2 separate regions of the Mus musculus genome follow, and region 2 is linked to region 1. Evidence: chromatin contacts called from public HiChIP or PLAC-seq data. All regions are on one chromosome and are shown on one strand. The core of a region is the stretch at or near the end of the contact, and the rest is flanking DNA. Distances in the headings are between cores, read along the strand shown.

Region 1 (3,239 bases), core at 278-2,777:
AATGATCTTTTTATTATTTGTGTGTGTTTGTTTTGAAGACAGGATTTCACTATGTAGCTCTGCTGACCTGGAACTCTATGTAGATCGGGCTTTTTGCTGTGCAAAGGATGGACCTCTGGGACATGGACATGGTAGACAAGTGTCAAACACTGACCCATTGGGAGGTGACTTTTGCATAGCCTTCTCTTAGAAATTAAGTTTCCAAACCAGGCATTAATCTTAGGATTCAGAAAGGAGGCAGAGGCAGATCTCTGAGTTTGAAGTCAGCCTGGCCTATGTAGCTAAACTATGTCTCAAACAAACAAATCTACCATGTCATAAAAAGTAAGTGGCCTAGTTTTCACGTGGATAAGAGATGAGCCAGCAGTTAAGAAAGAGAGCTTCCTGCTCTTCCAGAAAACCTGAGTTTGGTTTCCAGCAGACACCCAAGGCTGCCTGTAATTCCAGCTCCGGGGCTCAATGCTCACACATGCACACCCACAGAATATACTCATACGGGTACGCATAAATGAAAAAAAAAAAAAAACTAAAGTCTAGAAAGCCAGGACTTTCTTGTTTTTGATCCTGCTGGCTGGGTTCTCTAGGTAAAGGCAAGCACTGGACTTTTGTTTTCTTGAAGACAGGTTCTCACTGTGTAGCTCTGACTGTTCCGGGAACTCACTATGGCAGACTTCGGAACTCTGGAAGATCCACCTGCCTCTGTCTCCCATTTGCTGGAATTAAAGAAGTGGGCTGGCCGGTTCTCTTGTGTTGGTTCAGACAGCTCTATTTATACACAAAGATTCAGTGAGTGTTGGAAGATTTGTGAAACTATTACTATGTATCCAAAAATGTGAGCTATTAAAATGAAAGACTAAGACCCACTTTAAAAGCCAGTGCGACGGGCGGTGGTGGCGCACGCCTTTAATCCCAGCACTGGGGAGGCAGAGGCAGGCGGATTTCTGAGTTCGAGGCCAACCTGGTCTACAAAGTGAGTTCCAGGACAGCCAGGGCTATACAGAGAAACCCTGTCTCGAAAAACAAAAACAAAAAAGCCAGTGCTTTGGCATACATCTATAATCCCGGTTTTACACAATGAATTCCAAGCTAGTTTGCACTACAGAGTGAGACCCTGGTTCAAAAGTACAAGCGGGGCTAGGGTGATGGCTCAGAAGGTATAGTGGTTTCTGCCCAAGCAGGAGAAATTCGGGTCTAAATTCGGGTCCCTAGCACCCACATGAGAAGTGGGGAGGGAAGGCGCACACCCGGGATCTTAAGCGCTGGAAGCCGGGGAAATGGGAAGATCCTGGGGTTCACGGGCCAGCCCAGCTAGTCACAAGACGAGACAGACCTCTTCTCAAAATCTATGAGGTGGGGAATGAGACCGGACGTCGAGTGCTGGTCTCCACAGGCACACGCACCGCACACAGCACTCATAAGAACTACTGTTCCGGACCAGTTCAAGAGTCTGGCGCCTTGGTTTTTGCGGAACGCGGCCGCAGGCCCCGCCCCGCGGCGCGCCCCGCCCTCTCCGGCGCGCCGGTTCCCAAGGCGACCGAGTGCCAGGCTCCAGCAGCCAGTACTGAGCGGCGGCGACGCCTTCATGAGCGGGGCCGGGCTGGCGGCCGGGGCTCGGCCCCTCAGCTCCGCGGCCCCAGGCTCCCGGGGCGCGGCCCGCCTACGCCCGCGCCCTCCCGCCGGCCTGCAGCACGCGGGGACGCAGCCGCCTCCGCTCGGGTTCAGCGAAGCACAGAAGCGGATCCTGGACCTGGAAAAGAGCCTGCAGTTCCTACAGCAGCAGCACTCGGAGACGCTAGTCAAACTCCACGAGGAGATCGAGCACCTGAAGCGGGAGAATAAGGGTGAGCCTCTGGGTGCTGGCCCAGCATTTACAACCTGAAGGTCACGGCCATCAACTCTTAACAGTCTCCGGGTGCGGGGAAGGATGCGGGAGGCTTCTCTTCGGTAGGGCCTGCCGATAGGCTCAGTCCTCCTGTGCCCACCAGCCCAAATGAACGCTGACCCTCCTGTGCACTCTGTGCAGGGCAGGGTGTAGTCCGGCTCATTATTTAAAACTGTTGCCGAAGTTAAACAGCACACAGCAAATTCCAGTAAATGGGTCACCAACTAAGCACATCCAGATTTTGGGCAGGGATTGCCAGGATGCTGCTCCACCCCACCCCCGACCCCCACCCCCAAGGCTTGGCCTACTCAGAACTTCAGGCCACCCTGTGACATAACTGCTTTTCACTGTCTACAGCTCAGCTAGGGTTCCTCTGCTTCCCCCCACTCCATGCCCTGTGCCTCGGGTTTCTCCCTCTTTCTGGTGTTGTCTTTACCTGGGCATCTTATTACATTAGGGCTCTGCTTGAGACTCACCCCATGTCTGACTGACCAGCCCCATGCCACACCCCACTTACCTTACCATTGCCAGGGGCTCCTGGAAGGCTAGCCAGCCATCCTGTCTCACTTCAGCAGCCCTGCAGCCCTGCCCCTGCCTGGCCTAGTGGATGGGCACCTTGCAGGTGTTGGGGATGACAGGGATCAGCTAGAGGCATTTCTGGTCTGAGATGCCTGAGGTAAAGGGTTGGTGGAAAAAGCTGGTGGGACCCAAAGAGCAGGCCACATTTGTGCTCCCAGTGGCTGTAGATTTTAAGTGTGATAAGGAGTATTTGTTTGCTTTCAGATCTCCACTACAAGCTAATCATGAATGAGAAGCCTCAGAAAAAAGGTAGGACTTGCAGGGAGTTATCACTCAAGCCTATCTGGCAGCAGGGAGCCCTGCATGCTAACCCAGAGGAGACCAGTTCTGGGCACTTGGACAGGTGGCCCTTTCCCCAGCCACAGCTTGCTTGTTTGCTCTCAACACCAAAGGCATGACGTGTGTGCAGTAGGGACAATGAGGTGGCTGCATACCCTCCCTCCCTCTGCTGAGCACAGCTCCTGGGCAGCCCCATCCCCTGGTAGGTTGATGGTTGCTGTGGTGCCTGCCTCTGGTTCCCCAGCCCTGTACCGCTGGTTCCTTACACTTGAGTGAGGGGTTTCTTACCACACTCCCTGTATGGAAAACAGCCCTGCTCGAACATGGAGGGCCAGGTAACAGGCAGGAGTGGGTTCTCAGGCTGAGCCCTGCATCTTCCCACAGGCAGCATCTCCACATGGAGCCTTCACTCTGGCAAGTCCGCCTCCAATTCCACGATGTCCGGTGAGCCAGGGCCCAGGCTGGGCAGTCAGCGGGAGGTGTTGCCTAGAGTTGAAAA
Region 2 (3,239 bases), core at 383-2,882, 510 kb before region 1:
TCATCACCCTCACCGTCTTCCCCAAAAGCACTCACCTCCTGAGAGTATAAGGTATAGGAACAGTCACACAGAGGGCACAAGCTCCCCTGAGCTGCATGTCTGGCCGTCATATTTGCACCTAGTATCCTGGGGCCTCTGCTCCTTTTCCTGACCTTCAGCATTCACAGCTATGAAAATGGAAGCCAAGAGTCCTGCCCTAGCTAGGCTCAGCGGCACACGCCTTTAAGCGTAGCACTCAGAAGGTATAGGCAGGCAGATCTCTGGGGGGTTTAAGGCCAGCCTGGTCTACATAGTGTGTTCTAGGACAGCCAGGGCTACATAGAGAAATCTGGTCTCAAAATAGACTCTCACCCCATTCTTCAGGTGCATAGAGCCTCTTGTATCAGACTGTGTAGTGCCAACTGGCCTTACCCCCAAATTCCCCTCCAACATTTTCCCCCTGAAACTCTCCAAAGCACTGTCAGATTCTCCCTGCGTCCCTCCCAGACCAGCTGCAATGAACACTGTACTTTAGTAGGAACTCTTTCGCAGAGGGGAAGGAGTAGGAAGAAGCTCCCACTTCTCTTTAAGACCCAGCCCTGAGTTTCTCCTTCCTGCAGTTTCCTATTATCTGCGCTGTGGGTCCACCTCTGTGTCCAAATACGAACTAATCTCTCACTTCTAACTCGGTGGAGAAAGTTACTGGGGACAGGACCCAGAGCAGGAGCTCCATAAACTTCTGAATAGAAACTCCCAATTCACAGTAGCTGACACTGAGTCCCCTCTTGGGCCCCTCCCCTACATCCCTCCCTCTGTCTTTGGGTCCCTGCCCCACGCAGCCTCTGTGGGTTTCGGAACGGGGCTTGCCTGGTTGTTGGATAGCGGCGACGGGAAGTGGTGCGTGTGCAGGTTCTTGCCGGTGAGCACGTGCGTGAGCCGCACTGCTTGCCCACAGCGCACTGGGAGTCCGCGCGGGCACCCACCCTCGGAGCCGCCGCGAATCCGCCAGTAACTATTGGCATCGTCGGACTCCTCCACGCCGGTTACCGACTGTTGGCCGCTGCCTGAAGAGTAACAGCCCACCCCACCCCGTGGATTCTTGTTAATCACAGACCTCCGGACCCTCGTCTTGAACACTAAAAAGTTTCCCTCACAGCCCCTACCACTCTAGGATCCAAAGAGCTCACCCCAGCCCAGGCCAGACCCTAAGTACCGGTGGACATCGCCCTCCCCCTTCCCGCGCATCCTCGATCCCTCAGGCTTGTCAGTCACGACCCACAAGCGAGTCTAGACTCGCAACCACCCAGCTCCCTGACAACCCACAGACCCCGCTAGGACCACCTAGTCTCTAAGCCCTCCGCCCCCTGGCGGTCCCAGTCACCACCCCTGCGCACCAGATCCGTATTTGATGTCGTGTGAGTGCAGCCGCACTTTGTGGTGGGTGTTGAGCAGCTTCAGCACTGACCCGCAGGTCACTAGCCCGGCGCTGGCCTTGGACGCGCCCCCACTCCGCACTGAGAGCGCCAGCAGCAGCCCCAGCAGCGTTGGCCCCGCTACCCTGCCCCGGCTCGCGCCCCACATCCCGCCAGCCGGCCAGGTTCCAGCTGCTCTAGACCTCTGCGCTTCCGTCCTCAACAGCGGCCAATCCAGCTCTGACAGCGCCCTCCCACGGCAGCCAATCGTCTGCGCGCGCGCGTTCCTCCTGCACTGCTATTGGACCGTGTGCAGCGGCCCCACCCCCAGCTTCCAAGGAGGTAGCTGGAAAGGGGTTGGAGACACCAGGAGGATTTTAACTGGTCCACGCTTCCGAGGACCCGCCAATAAAGCAGTGGCTGCGGCGAGCGTCCCCGGAGAGGCCACGGAAAGCCGCACACCCGGGTTGGTTGCTTCTAGTCACTTGGCTCCCGGTTAGAGATCCTCGGGTGTAGTAGGTATAGGAACCCCTTTGACCCTGGACCCCCTAAACTTTAGTCTCGTGTCCCTCCACTCAGACCCCGGGATAAAGCTACAGGTTCTTATGTTAATTACGAGATTTTGTGGTCTCAAAGTGGGCAGATAACAAAGTTATTGAAATCTCCTGGCCCCAGGAGTTAATCAAACTGAATCACATCAGTTTCTGGACCCCATGGTTTTTTAATTCTCTTAGTCATGCAGCTACTTGAGTCATTTGGTGGCAGAATCCTAAGGTTGCTGGATGACAAAGCTGTGAGCCCTCTCTCTCTCTCTCTCTCACACACACACACACACACACACTCACACAGTGCTGGCGCGCGCGCTCACGTACACACATTCACTCTATCCATCCATCCATCTGTTGAGTATTCACAAAGGAACTGCCCCTCCAGGCTACATTACTAAGAAGCTGATGAAGCATGTACTTAGGGCACTAGCTAGATACGCAGTAAAGTTTATGTTTGCATTAAAGTTTATGTTTCCGTCTGCAGATGTAGCTCAGTTGAGTGAGTCCAGCAAGCGCAAAACCCTGGATTTGATCCTTAGCAAATCAACCCTCAAGTAGTGGAGGCAGGAAGTTCAAGAATAAGTCTGAGGTCATCCGCCTAGAGAGGATGACAGGCAGACAACATGTTTCTAAGTAAGCTGTGTCAGAATAGTTAGAATCAAAATAGAGTCATTTGTCAGGCCTTTAACCCTAACACACACATGAATATGAGGCTGAGAAGGAGGGGATCTCGTGCATGAATGTCTAACAAGAATAATTTACAAAAGGCTCAGCCAGAACTGCCTTTCACAAAGGACCACAGCCTCACACAAAATATCTCTGCTTACACTCCAGAGCCAAAATGGGGGAACCAAAAATTCTTTTAACTTTTATGGGGCCTCACCTCATGACATTTTATATTTGTTTCCGTCTCTCTCTCTCTCTCTCTCTCTCTCTCTCACAGAAACTTTTTAAAACAGTTTTTTTTTTTTTATGTATATGAGTTGTAGCTGTCTTCAGACACACTAGAAGAGGGCATTGGATCCCATTACAGATGGTTGTGAGCCACCATGTAGTTGCTGGGAACTGAACTCAGGAACTCTGGAAGACAGTGCTCTTAACCAGTGAGCCATCTCTCCAGCCCTTGAAGTGGAGACTTAAGGACTCTATGTGTCAGTTGCATTGGGTTGATGTTTTGTTGGAGCAAACATGTGAAGGAACGTTTTGCTGAAGTGGACATAGATGAAAAGCTAAGACAGACTCATGAAGGAACATTCAGATAAAAGGATGTTTTGCTTAAACAAACACATGAAAGGACATA

What was found. HiChIP or PLAC-seq counts read pairs in DNA pulled down with a chosen protein or histone mark.
Region 2: an H3K4me3 HiChIP or PLAC-seq map of bone marrow-derived macrophages shows a contact between it and region 1, with 2.6 times the contacts expected there. The contact joins the promoter of Sdf2l1 here to the promoter of Ccdc74a in region 1. A contact is called at or near these places in 5 of 39 promoter capture datasets (the HPC-7 cell line, liver, neural stem cells and 1 more), 1 of 115 datasets of contacts at active chromatin or transcription factors (bone marrow-derived macrophages) and 1 of 9 other capture datasets (embryonic stem cells).

What each region holds. Positions count from the first base shown.
Region 1 is chr16:17,644,943-17,648,181 of GRCm38.p6, forward strand. Ccdc74a (coiled-coil domain containing 74A) reads left to right here and starts at 1,528. Exons shown (of 8, transcript NM_001166164.1): 1 at 1,528-1,841; 2 at 2,666-2,710; 3 at 3,125-3,184. The coding sequence starts at 1,583.
Region 2 is chr16:17,130,751-17,133,989 of GRCm38.p6, forward strand. Sdf2l1 (stromal cell-derived factor 2-like 1) reads right to left here and starts at 1,633. Exons shown (of 3, transcript NM_022324.3): 1 at 1,374-1,633; 2 at 847-1,043; 3 at 1-38. The coding sequence starts at 1,560.